2 separate regions of the Mus musculus genome follow, and region 2 is linked to region 1. The links are chromatin contacts, called in public promoter capture Hi-C maps. All regions are on one chromosome and are shown on one strand. The core of a region is the stretch at or near the end of the contact, and the rest is flanking DNA. Distances in the headings are between cores, read along the strand shown. Region 1 overlaps N4bp2 (NEDD4 binding protein 2). Region 2 overlaps Rbm47 (RNA binding motif protein 47).

Region 1 (6,820 bases), core at 2,503-5,002:
AAGGGAAGGGGGAAAAAAGAAAGAAAAACCAGAAAGAAAAAAGACGGAAAATTATAGCATGTGTTATTGTTTGAATATGTTCCCATTAGTGAGATTTTTCTATAATTTAAAAATGTAAAGATTTAGTGACTTGGCAGGTTTCATGGCTTTGCCAGTGACCCCAGGCTTCTCCTGTCTCTTTCCTTCCCTGCTGTGGGATTATAGGCAACAGTGCTCTGCCTAGCTCTTTATGGTTCTCAGGCCCAGAGACAGGTCTTGATGCTAGTGCTGTCTGCATTACAGACTGATGGGTCTCCCTAGCCCCAGACTTGCTCTTTTGATTTAGGGATCAGTCATTGCTCAGGTGCCAAGTGTTTGAAGATTTCCTCTTGCCTTTCTGTTACTGATTTCTAGTTGTCTCTCTGTGGCTGTAGCGCATACTTGATATGCTTTTGGAGTTCTTTGAAGCTTCTTAAGATTTGTTCTCTCATGTGGGTTATGGTTTATCGTGGCAAGCTTGTGTGTGGCCACTCAGGAGAAGAATGGTCCATAAATGTTGACTAGCTCCTTAGTGTGTAGTAGTGAGTTCTGTAGCCTTGGGATTTGCTATAGTTGTTCTCCAAGTTGCTGATGGTATAGTATTAAGATTTTGACTATAGTGAATTTTTTTTACTTTTTTTTTTTTCCTGTTTGTAGTTACGTTTTGGATGCATAGACATTTACTATTTTTTTTTTCTGGTGAATTAGTCCTTATTATGACCTCTTCCCCCATTCCCCCCTCCCGATAATCTTTGCTCTAAATTCTACTTATATCTGATATAATATATAAAAAGTAATTTTCTTTAATTTTAATTAATTTAAATTTAGGCACATGTGGCTGATGGCTGTCATTACTGGAAGGTGAAGGGAGCTATGACCCAAATGTAATTGAAAGGTAAATTTTATAGTATGTTAAGAGATGCTAAGGACAAACAGTGATTAGCCTGAAAGTGGAGATTGGGGCAGAGGGAGTGGGACTTGACTTTGATTTGGGTAGTCAGGGAAGCAGTTCTTGAATACGACACTTGAAAAGAGGACAACATTTTAGAGTGAGAATTATCCGTGCCAGACCCTGATCCAGTCAGATTTGAGTTTAGACTAGATGATAGGGACTCTGGTGCAGTGGAAACAAGTTAGGGGTAGGAAGGTAGGTGTGTGATTCATGGTCATCAGGCCAAGTAGTTAAGGTAGGTTTGGGGAGAAAATGTAAAGATGTTTTCAGAAATTTTTAATAAATTATTAATTTTAGAGATGTTAAATTGGAGATATTTATTAGATGTATCTAAATAGAGAAAGCAAGCAGACTGTGATCTTCTCCAGATCCATGAGTCTCTGCCCTGTGGAGCATATGAGTAGGAGACACATAACTAAATATGTATGAATAACATACTAGAAGGTAACAAACACAAAGAGAATCCAGGCAGGACATGACGTGTGTTTTTTGAGGAGCGTGAGGATCCAGCTCAGTTAGCAGAGCTTGCCTAGCAGACATGAAGCCTGGGCTTGATCCCAGCACCACACAAAGCTGGAGGTGGATGAGAGGGCTTGGAAGTTCAGAGTCATTCTTGGATACCTAGGGAGTTCAAGGTCAATTGGGCTGCATGAGACCCTGTCTATGGGGGAAAAAAGAAAAGAAAGATTTTGTTGTACCGGATGAACAGTGTGGTCATATTTGAGTAATAATGAGGTGGTGAGAAAATCCATCTTCTAGATTCCGGGTCGAAAAGTAGGTAGAGGGAGCCAAAGTGTAAGGGTCCCAGTGGGAGGAGAAACATTGGAGGAGGAGCTAAAGAGCCAAGAGGCTAAGTGTGCTTCAAGTGGCAAGAGCAACGGGACAGTTAAGGGACGCAGTGCCAAGATGGCAGTGATCTGGATGGCAGCTGTTTTAAAGGCTCTATCCTGAGTGAGAAGGGAAGGTAGGGACACTTTAGCAGAAGGGAGGTATCAGCCGGCCTCTGGCTTGTTTGCTAAGCACACTGCTGGAGCAAGAGTGGGTGCGGGGTGATTGGTTGGTTAGTGCGACCTAGTACAAAGGCTGTGATAGTTTAAGTCTGGCGATAAGGAGCCATCGCATTCTGTCTACACTTGAGGAATCACGTCACCAAATTGTCCTACCACTTGGATGAGAGGAGGCAAGGTAGGGTTATTATGTTAGCTGAGATGGAGATACCCAGGAGAGTAGGTTTGGAGGGAGTGGTCAGGAGCTCAGTCTTGGACATGTTAAGTTCTTGATGCCTATTAGACAGCTGAACATCGGTGTGTGTCATAGGCATTCTGATAATGTTTATGGGTCCTTTATGTTAAAAGAACGAGTAATGGTATTAAAACAGTATATTAGATATTTTGAAATATGTTATGTTGTATTATCTTAAATTTTAACATGTTCAATCCTGACAAAACTGGAGATAAATTGTTTTTGGCTCTGCTGCTAGAGTTGGGTACTTTCTTAGAGTTATGTGGATACCGTTCCACCTTAGGAGTAGAAATGAACGTGTAGTCTGAGCGTTTTTACTTGCTTTCTGTTTTAGGTTCTATTACTACTGGATTTTCAAGAATTTTTAATACAATTTTTCCTTTGAATTATGATTTAAATATCAAAAAATCTTTAAATTTTTTTTAAAAAGGGAAATATTTTAGTTTTGGAAGTCAGAATGCCAAGGAAAAGGAAAAATCTTGGGGGAAATCCTTTGCGGAAGACTGCAAACTCTAAGAAAATTGTCGTATCCCGTGTTGCTAGTCGTGAGGAGCCAACCACTACTCTTCCTTCCGTGTGTGAGACAAAAGTTGATCAGGAAGAACTCTTCACCAGTATCTCAGAGATGTTTTCTGCTCTGGATCCTGATGTAGTTTATTTGATGCTTTCTGAATGTGATTTTAAAGGTGAGAAAAGTTTAGTTTGACTCTTTGAGTCTTATAAGAAGACCTCGTCGTATTCTGTGCCTCAGTGAATGCCAATGTAGAAAAATGATATTATTCTTGTGTTTATCACATGTTAAGAATCTTCCAGGGACAAAGATGCTGTTTGTATCACTAGGGATATGAAACATAAAGATGGTTTCTACTATAAAGAAATGTACACTTGTAGATATAAGATTCATGAATATAAATATAGTCCACATTTTATCCTCTCTTCTATAGACAGGTTGGTGCTATTTTCATCTTTGAGTTGTTTTTCTAACTTGTTAATGAAAAATAATAAAATGTATCTTACAGGGTAGGATTTTTTGGGGGAGGATTGAAAGTTTATTTTGTTGTTTGATGTTGGTACAGACTTCAGTGTCGTCTGCTATAAAGAACCTGTCACTGTTTAAAAGTATGTTTGCAGGATTATCACCTGGGTAATATAGCTTTTGGCTATGGTTATTATAAGATAAATTCATTCTAGATTTGACTGTCTTGATAATGCTGGACAAGCTTATGATCTCAGTCATTGTGTGAGCCGTGCAGTGAGCATTTCTGCCCTGTCAGGGACATATTCTGATATATACCCAGGTTTCAGTAGTGCATCTGATGCTCAGAAAGGATAGCAGTGATTTGTTGAACATATGTGCGTAAAGCAGTGGTGGAGACAATCGTATCATCTCATGTCCTAACACACTTACTTCTGTTTTTCAGGATCTTCTGTGCACCTTCTCTGTAAATACTTGGTGTAATGAGTAGTTTGAATGATAGCATTAACGGCACTAAAGCAAACATTCTGCTCTTTAAACGTAGTGCAGTGGCGCTGTTGTCAGTGCTCTCACATAACCAGTGCTTGTCTTTATAGCCAGCTGTGCTCTCTCTCTGGTGCTTCCCTAGTGTTCAGTGAGTTGTATTAAATTTATTCAGAGCATTTCAGTGAAAGTAGCCATTTTCTTCTGGCCTTTCCTCTTGGTCCCAAAGCTTTCCTGTTGGCACAGGCCAAGAATAGTTTTCCAGCCGGGCGTGGTGGCACACGTACTCGGGAGGCAGAGGCAGGAGGATTTCTGAGTTCGAGGCCAGCCTGGTCTACAAAGTGAGTTCTAGGACAGCCAGGGCTACACAAAGAAACCCTGTCTCAAAAAACAACAAACAAACAAACAAAGAATAGTTTTCCAGCCTTGAAAAGACAGTGTAGTTTACCTTCCAGGGAGGCGTTCTGGGTTGCAATACCCACAGCCTCTCAGTACTGTGAATCATTAAGATTTTAATAGGAATAAGTTGTGCCTTTTTAAAATAGAGAATAATGTTGAATATATTTATATTTGAGTTTTTCTTATATTTTATAAATTATTCATTTAGTTTTTAAGGTTGCTTTTATGTCATAGTTTTCATTTTTCCCTGCAATCTGTTTAAGACTTCCCTTTATGATAATTACCTTTGTATTTTGGTATTTTTACTTATACGGCTTTTCATTATAAATATGCTAGTTCTTTAGTTGACCACTTTAGGGTTTTCTGCTATGTAGTTTTTTTCCTTCTTGTGTTTGTGTTTTCCCTTCACCTTGTCTCAGTGTTCTGCAGGGCTTCTTGCCTCTGCAGTTGTGCTCTGTTCTCCTGACTGACCTCTTTGCCAGGCTTGCCCCTCCAACCCCTCTTTGTTTTTCTCTTAAGGGAACGTTAACTGGGTCTTACTAGGTGCCAGTCCTTGTGCACAGCACTTCTCATGGATTATCTCATTTAACCCCACAAGAGCCTCCGAGGTAGGTACTTTTGAGTATCGCCATATCACAAACAAGGAGATGTGCTGAGGGAAGTTGGCTCATTTGTTTGAATCCTGTCAAGCAAGTAGATATTTAAATGAGGGTGCTTTGACTCCAGAGCAGAGCTGTGCCCTACAGTGCTGTGCTTCTTTCCATGTCTATCTTCCTTAAAACAAAAATAGGACACAGCAGAAACAAAATAAAAAAAGGCATTCAGATTTCAAATGCTTAAAAAGTACTTTCTTTTCTTGTGATGCCTGTTATCAAATGGAGGGCCTCAAGCATGCTGGCCAAGGCCCCATGACCCGGAGCAGCACCCCTAGCTTCATGCTTGAAGACCTGAGGCTCTCTGTCTGTGTTGCAGCCAGAGCTCAGCATTGGAGTCACATACACCGGCCCTGTTACTGTGTGACTTGGGTCCAGTTCCTATCCCTTTTTTGAGCTTCATTTTCTTTTATGTTTTCTAGGATGATTGTTCTCATAGTATTACTTGGGGATTCAGTGAGGTTATCTATGTAATGCTCCTAGCCCAAATGCTGTGGGTGGCAGTTCTCCTCCCGTTCCATTCCCTTAGAAAACAGTGTGGCTGACTGTCAGTCCCTCTCAGTTACACATAGCCTCCTCCAGTTCTTTTCTTCCTTCTATTCGTCACACAGAACCCTGTGAACTAACTCTCCAACCAACTTCTCTGAATACTTAAACAGGTCTTTCCTTTCCTTTCCTTTCCTTTCCTTTCCTTTCCTTTCCTTTCCTTTCCTTTCCTTTCCTTTCCTTTCCTTTCCTTTTCTTTTCTTTTCTTGTTTCTCTTCTCTTTTCTCTTCTCTTCTTTTCTCTTCTCTTCTCTCTCTTCCTCTTCTCTTCTCTCTCTTCCCTCTTCCCTCCTCTTCCCTCCTCTTCCCTCTTCCCTCCTCTTCCCTCCTCTTCCCTCTTCCCTCTTCCCTCTTCCCTCTTCCCTCTTCCCTCTTCCCTCTTCCCTCTTCCCTCTTCCCTCTTCCCTCTTCCCTCTTCCTCTTCTCTTTCTGAGACAGGTCTCACTGTGTAGCTCTGGCTGGCCTGGATCTCACTATGTAGACCAAGCTGGCTTTGAATTGAACTTACAGAGATCCCCCTGCTTCTGCCTCCCATGTGCTGGGATTAAAGGCAGTTTTGTATTTTCAAGCTTGGCTTTAACTTTTGTCCTATTGGCAACTTGATTAGTCTTTTTAGTGCTAGATCATATATATTACATTATGTGAAATCTTGTTTTATTCTCCTTTCCATCACTGTAGCATTTGCACATTGTTAAAAAGTATACATTGTTTAATTTATATTATGATATAATTATATTTTAATATACACACCTTTATATTCGATTTATACTTTACAAAATCATATCAAAAATTCATCTTCATTTTTGTATAAAGTATCTCTGATGCATATATTTTTTATACTGTGAAATATGTGGTATAGACTGTGTAAATGAGTAAATGTTTACTAAGAGAATACCTACTTAAAATACTTAGTCCTTAAATGGACATCCAATAGATAAATAACTGTTGAATGTATCAACTGACTTTAGGATCTTTATACATGACCCTATCATATAGAGTCTATGTATATACTCATTAAACTGTTCAATTTGTACTTGACAGTAGCTTATTACAATTGAAAAGAATACCATTCCATGGCTCTATCATTAATACTTCTCTAGTGTAGATTTTGATGTATTAGAGTAGTGTCAGTTTTTAAAAGATGACTTGGCTATTGATACATTTTCAATGTGTGTGTGTGTGTGTGTGTGTGTGTGTATATATATATATATATATATATATACACACACATACATACATACATACATACATTTGTTGTTGTTGTTGCTGTTCTTGTTCTCATGCAGTTGAAAATGCCATGGATTGTCTGTTAGAATTGTCTGCCACTGATGCCAAGGGGGCAGAGTCGTCTGCACAGACTTCTGGTGATCGTGACAGCAAGCCTGGTGCAGCAGGAAACTCAGTAATGGAGACGTGCCATCCCGAAGGCGAGGGTGAAGATTCCAAGCTGGATTCATTTTTGGATATGCAGCTAACTGAGGACTTGGATTCCTTAATACAGAACGCTTTTGAGAAATTAAACTCTCCTCCTGATGACCAAGTATACCCATTC
Region 2 (6,820 bases), core at 2,631-5,130, 270 kb after region 1:
GAGTCTTAGTCCTCATCCAGCTTTATCTCCCAACACGGTTTCCCTTACAGGTCATTCATGGGGCATCAGAGATCCCCTACATGGCCAGCCCGAGCTCAGCTGTAAATCTCACTCCTCCCTGAAGCAGTATGAAGAGACCCCGAAACATGTGCCCACAGTGTCTTCTAGCACTCTTCGTGACACTAGGTCGAACCCCAGGAAATTGGCACATTGAAGGACAAACGGGGTAGAATTTTGGCATATGGCCCAAGCTTACAATAACTGTTAGTAACTGGGTTCATTATCAGCCAAATTAAAACTTTACTAGGGCAGAATCTGGTCTGATTCACATCGAAACCCCAGTCCTCCACTCAGTGCTGGCCCAGAGCCAGTACTTAGCTTTAATTAATCTGAGATGTCATTGTGACTTTTCTCAATACCAAGTACTGAGCTTTAATGTCTCTGGTCATTCAAATCCTATCTTTATCCAAGAGGCACTGAATTAGAAAAGGGTAAAGAAACGAAATGAATAAATCCAAGGTAATAGTTTCATAGCTGACATTTTTGCGAAGGTTCTCAGTTTTGCAAAAGACCAAGTCCTGACCTGTGACAGAAATGAGAACTTCATTTTGAAATCAGTAAATATAACTCCGTAATGTATATCCCCAAGTGTAGGACTCGGCTTATCCGTAAGACATCATACATGGGCTTATTTTAAATCTCAAGTGTGTCTCACTGCTTGGCAGCAAGATAATTTGGAGTTATTTCATTTTATGGCTTTTCCCATGTGACAGCAATCTGCTAAGGAAAGATAGGACTTCTTTGGAGTGGTTGACCTGAAATGGACGTTTTAAAGCATGCTTCTGCCCGATGTTTAATAGAATAACTCCTGAAATCCCCCACATCATCTCATCCAACTCTGTACTTCTGTGTCTACCCCCCCTCCTGAAAGGAAGAGACCAAGGGGAAGCCACTTGGGGTGAGATGTGGAACAGGCAAGGCTAAGTCACCAGCTTGGAGCCAGTGACAGCAGCGGCAGCTTGGGCCTTGCTTGAATCCCCACTGTACATTAGACATTGCGCTGAGCATCAATGAGTGACATCATCCACTTAATCGCTGCTACAATCACAGGAAACAAGAACTATAATTCTACTCACGTGACAGATGGGGAACAGCACAGAGAGGCTGACCAGAGACTAAGGTCTATTAATTAATCAGTCCAGTTTGGGAGAGTTCCATTGTGCTACTGAAAGAAAGAAAGAAAGAAAGAAAGAAAGAAAGAAAGAAAGAAAGAAAGAAAGAAAGAAAGAAAGAGAAAGAAAAGAAATACTACTATATACTCTCAGGATCTGTGTCTCAGGACCCAAAGCCCTATGTTTCAAAAAGCTTGGGAGGCAGTAAGAGGTGGGACCTCACAGGAAATCTCAGGTCATTGCTCAAGAGTGACTAGACAGAGATGTGGGTCCTAGAGCCTGATTTTTGTACTTCTTGGTTATGAGGGAAGCAGCTTGGCTCCATCATACACCAAGGTCTGTGTCCTATCCACAGGCCCACAGCAACAATCAATTGCCACTGTAACCTCGAAAAGACCAAGGCAAAACAACCCATTCCTCTTTAAAAAAAAAAAAAAAAAAGGCAGGGCATCACCCAGTAGCCCAGGCTGACCCCAAACTCAGCAATCTTCATGCCTCAGTTTTCTGAGGCTGGAATCACATGGTCTGAGTCACTGCCGCTTAGCCCCTACATTCTTAAAAAGCCATCTAATTTTGGAAAGTTTTTGAGAAATCAAAGACCCCGTGAAATGATTAGTGAAGCGTGCAGCTTTGGAGTCTACTTCTTGGCTAACGATCCCTAATCAGATAGCTCTTTCTTACTAACATTTTTACAAAAGGACACATCTCTTTAAGACCAAGAAAATGAATGTATGTTGAAATTTACACCGTAGAAATATGAACTAAACAGACTACTGGATCTTTGTGTATAGTTAGTTCATGGGTGGTAGCCATGAGATGGCCACTCCTCACTGCCTTCATCTTTGCCCAGTGACATCTGACCCTTTTTATAACGTGCACCTTGTACCAGTGAAACCTAAGGCACCAGCTGGTTACTTATTAAACTTGGGTGCCAAAGGCTGACTTGTACAAATGACAGTATTAACTGCCCCGCCTGGTCTGTGTGCAGGAGTGGATCCAGCAATCCTCATAGCTGTGAATTTCTGTCATATCGGCAGAATTCAGCAACAAATTGCAGCAATTTGAGTCTGACCTCTGATCCGCAAGGTTCATGTGAACCTTTGAACCTCAGCTTGGAGTTGAGAAACATCGAGATGGTGGTTAGTAATTATTCTCCCAGGCCAGGTAAATAGTTAACACCGTGGCCGTTGCTCCGCCCGAAAGCACAATCCGCAGATCGAGAGACCAGTCATTGAAGGTGCCATTGAGAGCGAGCTTCAGGAAGAAAAAAAGACAGTTTGGACACATCTAGTAAAAGCAGGATATTTCAGGATGAAAACTAAGAAGAGGGCAAGGGTGCCGGAAAGAAGGCTTAGTCAGTAAAGCGCTCACTGGGCCACCCTGACAACCTGGCTGGATCCCCACAGCCAGGTAAAGGCCGGAGAGAACCAACTCCACACAAGTTGTCCTCAGACCTATACAGTACACTGTGGCACACACACACACACGCACACACACACACATACACACACACACGCACACACACACACCACATAAGCGCGCATACACCCTTAATATCCGGTGATAACCACAGTAACATTCTCTTTACAAATCAGATAAAAATACCAAATACTAAATGCTTTTGATGTAATATTTTTATCCAACACTACCATCTCTCAGCCCTTAAATAAATGTCCAGTCTATTCTGTTACAGAATACAAACCCATGCTGAGCCATTTTCGGAACAAAGCAGCAAACTAGTTACAGACATTACAGGCACGTTTACCTTTGACACTGACAAGAGAATGCTCAGGTGAGTAGCTGTGAGAGCCGGCTGACACTACAGGCTGACGACGCATGGACTGACAGACAGACGCGTCTAACGCTCTGTGCCCACACTGACTGATGGCAGCCATCTCCCACCATGATGGAGGAGGGCTCCTAAGACAGAGAGATGCTCCGCTTGATGTTCAGCTTCTACTGCTATGCAAATCGCTTCATTTTTAAGTAGATAGGTGAGAAAGACACTCTGCTTTCTGGTTGTTGTGGTTAATATTAGAACAGAGCGTGGAAAGTTGTCCTAAAAAGTATTATAGTTATAGTCAAGAGCATAGTGCCTGTGGTTAGATCCATTTCTTAAAACTATCGTCGGTTTGAAAAAGAATGTCTCAAAGTAGAGTACCCAAGAGGAAATACCAAGGCTCCAGTTTCACGTATCATCAGACTGCTGATTCCTAACTTATTTTAGTTATCACATTTTCTCCTCTAAAGACTGCTTTTGCGACACCATCGACAAATCCTTGCTTATACTGTATCGCTTAAATGTAAGAATTTTTTAAGTAAGCGCAGTGGAAAGCTGTAAGACTAAGCAACATCTTTAAAAAAAAAGCCCACCCATCACTAGAGAACAGGAGGCAAGGTAAGTAGAGAAGTGTTTAAAATTCTCAAGAACTTATAGACGTATACACCACTTTTAATTAAAACAAAAAACCAAAACAGATGGACCGACGCTTAATGCCTTAACCAAACACAACCATTCTCCACACCTCAATGAGGATAAATAAGAATAAATAAGATTTCCCTACCTTTCCAGGCTTCGATCTGGATGTGCAGGCTAATTGCGACCACAGCCCGGCTTGGCTTCAGCAACCTTTGCCCCTAACCCCAGGAACAGCGTGACTCTGCCCTACGTGGCTCCTGGCTCGGCATTGGCCAATGGCTTTGAGCCTTGGGAGTCATTTGCTAAGGACACCTGGAATGAATTTGAAGGCGTGGCTCAGAAAGCAGGGAGGGGCCATAGCTGTCCTGGGGAAATGCTTTGTAGCCTTACAAAGATTTTAGTGCAAAACCTATTCTAATAGATGACTGGGGAAGCCCCAAGAAGACACTGCATTGCATAGAAAGGAAATTTGACAGAAATATTTTAATCGTGGCTAAAATTAAATGAATGATTTTCTTACCAATCATCTCAGAGAATCATGTGGGTGCCCACTGCTATTGAACCACTGCTTAATATAAATAAGAAATGTAGTAATTCCTACTTCATGTGAGATGTTGTGGGGGTTAAATAAACACATTTAAGTGAGCCCAAAGTCTTCTGGCAAATAGAAAATACTAAAAAGTGACACTGTGAGACATCATTACACACTGTGAATTATTAGAAAGGGTGACAGTTCTAATCCCAGAATATGGGAGATTGCACTTGGAGGTTCAACAACAGTCACAAGGCCAGTATAACATACCTAGTAAAACTGCCTCAAAAGTCTTAAAGAAAAGTATGGTGTTGCCACAATTTCTTGGAAATACTGAATTTTTAGAAAATGTTACTTTCCCCTTGTGTCATATCTAGGCTAGGTAACTTGAATTACTGGGCACACTCTCATCCAAACACTACCAAAACCCAAAAATTTTAAAAAGATTTATTTATTTTTATGTATACTGTAAATACACTGTAGCTATCCTCAAACACACCAGAAGAGGGCATTGGATTCCCATTACAGATGGCTGTGAGTCACTATGTGGTTGCTGGGAATTGAACTCAGGACCTCTGGAAGAGCAGTCAGTGCTCTTAACCGCCGAGCCGTTTCCAGCTCCCCAAAAACCAAATTTATAAATATGATAAAAATAGGCAAAAATCCCATGTGAGCATGTTTATTCATTTGAAGCTGAAATAGATTCACCTGTTAGAAGCTGGGACAAGCAGTGGGCGGCACAGGCAGAGAGTTTGGTAAAACGAGCATCATGGTACTAAAGACAAGGAAGATCCATAGCACTTTGGGGTAAACACACTCCATCTCTCACCTGAGGCAGACCCTCAGCCAAGATGGCTCTGCAAGTAAGAGTTAGGAAATCGGGGGGAGGGGGGAGAGAAATTGAGGTTTGTGTGTGTGTGTGTGTGTGTGTGAGAGAGAGAGAGAGAGAGAGAGAGAGAGAGAGAGAGAGTCTTCACACCATGTGATACCCAATACTCTCTGAATGAGTGTGAAAGTAAGCTTCAAAGCCTAAAGAGAAATGAAAACCTGCCAGCCTCCTAACGTAACATTTCAGGCTGGGGCACAGAGCAGTGGTTGTGTGTGTGCCTACTATGTTCAAGCCCTGGGTTGAACCCCAAGATGGGAATAGGGAAGCCAGGTTTGCTGATGCACCTCGGCAATCCCAGTGCTGGCTAGGAGTTCAAGGTCATCTTTAACTACGTAGCCAGTTCAAGGCCAGCCTGAGGCACACAAGGGTGTATCCCAAAATACCAACAAACAACACTGTGTTTTCCCTTGGTTCACGTCACTGAATTATATGATTTTTTAGACTGTCAAAAGACCAGAGGGGCAAATGTGTTTCCAGTCTTCTATCCATATTTTATAAAGGAAGGTTTTATTGCTTCTAAATAAAATGATCAATACTGAGAAATATTAGTGACTTAATAAAGACTAGAAATAAAAAAAAAATCTAAGATTGTAAATTGTTAAATATTACATGAAACCAAACTCTTAGGCTAATTGAAGCAAAACTAAAGAATCCATAGTGTGTAAGCCAGTATTTTAAAAATTATATATTTTAAGCTAGAGGGGTGGGCGTGGTAATGCACACCTTTAGTCTCAGCACTTGGGAGGCAGAGGCAGGCAGATCTGAGTTTGAGGCCAGCCTGATCTATATATAATTTTTAAAGGACAAATTTAAATTCCTTAATTTAACAGGACCCAGTAACATTTTTTAAAGCTATGTGTTTATTTAGGGTGTCTCATGTGTCTCAGTGAGCATGGGATCAGAGGACAGGTGCTTATTTGCTTTCACCAGGTGGGCTCCCGGAATCAAACACAGGTTAGCAGGTTTGGGGGCAGGAACCTTTACCTGCTGAGCGCTCTTCTCTGGCCCAGAAGGTAAGCACACATACTTGCTATTCTTGGAGAAGACCAGGGTTAAGTTCTCCGTATCCACATGGAGGTTCACCCTCCATACCCTGAGCTCCAGAAGATCTGATGCCCCCTTCTGGCTCCTGTGGGCACTGCAAGCACAAGGTGCAAAAGACATACATGCAGGCAAAACAGCCATGCATGTAAATGAGAATACATCTTTAAAAAATAAGTGTAAGAAAAAAAATTCCTGTGTTTACAGCACGTTTTGAACATTAGTATTTTAGGTCTGGGGTTTTTTCATAAGAATGTGTGTACATATGTGAGTAAATGAAAATGCTCTTCTAATAAACGCTGTCCTAAAAGCACCAGAGGGTGGTGAGTTTCAGGATATATGGGTAAGGCCTGAGTGTAGGGGCCCTTCAAGGGGAGGGGTGTAGAAGTGCTTAGTCCGCATGTGCAGAGCCCTGGCTTTAAAAAACAGAAGAGTTGGGAGCTAAGAGCTAGCTTTTCACACAAGACTTAAAAGCAGTAATTATGATGGCAATTATAGCCTGCCTTCAACATGAAAATAAGTGAAATCTTCATGCTGTGGCTTTGAACAAAGTTGGCCTTAATAAACTCAAACAATAAAAAACAAACAAACAAACAAACAAACAAAACCAACCAACCAACCAAAAAACCCCCAGGAAAACAAAAAACAACCCAGAAGTTCCCTCCCTTGCTCACATAGTCATTGTCCCCCAACTCCTAGCACCCCCTTCTGTGAGCATACAAATGTGACTTAAGCCACTCCAGATCCAACTGGCTTGCAGCAAGTAG

What was found. Capture Hi-C pulls out chosen DNA fragments and counts their contacts.
Region 2: a contact with region 1 is called in a promoter capture Hi-C map of pancreatic islet. The contact joins two enhancer-like sites. A contact is called at or near these places in 1 of 39 promoter capture datasets (embryonic stem cells), 1 of 15 datasets of contacts at CTCF or cohesin (the NIH/3T3 cell line), 1 of 484 Hi-C or Micro-C datasets (nephron progenitors) and 2 of 9 other capture datasets (adipose tissue and pancreatic islet).

What each region holds. Positions count from the first base shown.
Region 1 is chr5:65,783,464-65,790,283 of GRCm38.p6, forward strand. It overlaps N4bp2 (NEDD4 binding protein 2), which reads left to right. Exons shown (of 20, transcript NM_001024917.1): 4 at 2,643-2,898; 5 at 4,590-4,678; 6 at 6,555-6,820. The coding sequence starts at 6,566. Among named protein-coding and RNA genes, the nearest start is that of N4bp2, 23 kb to the left of the region's middle. Within about 2 kb of position 3,753, at least 9 of the 459 cell types and tissues checked have an H3K27ac peak or open chromatin away from gene starts, as enhancers often do. A contact at or near this core is called in pancreatic islet, where this site is marked.
Region 2 is chr5:66,050,746-66,057,565 of GRCm38.p6, forward strand. All of the region lies in intron 3 of Rbm47 (RNA binding motif protein 47), which reads right to left. Among named protein-coding and RNA genes, the nearest start is that of Gm40310, 44 kb to the left of the region's middle. Within about 2 kb of position 3,881, at least 36 of the 459 cell types and tissues checked have an H3K27ac peak or open chromatin away from gene starts, as enhancers often do. A contact at or near this core is called in pancreatic islet, where this site is marked.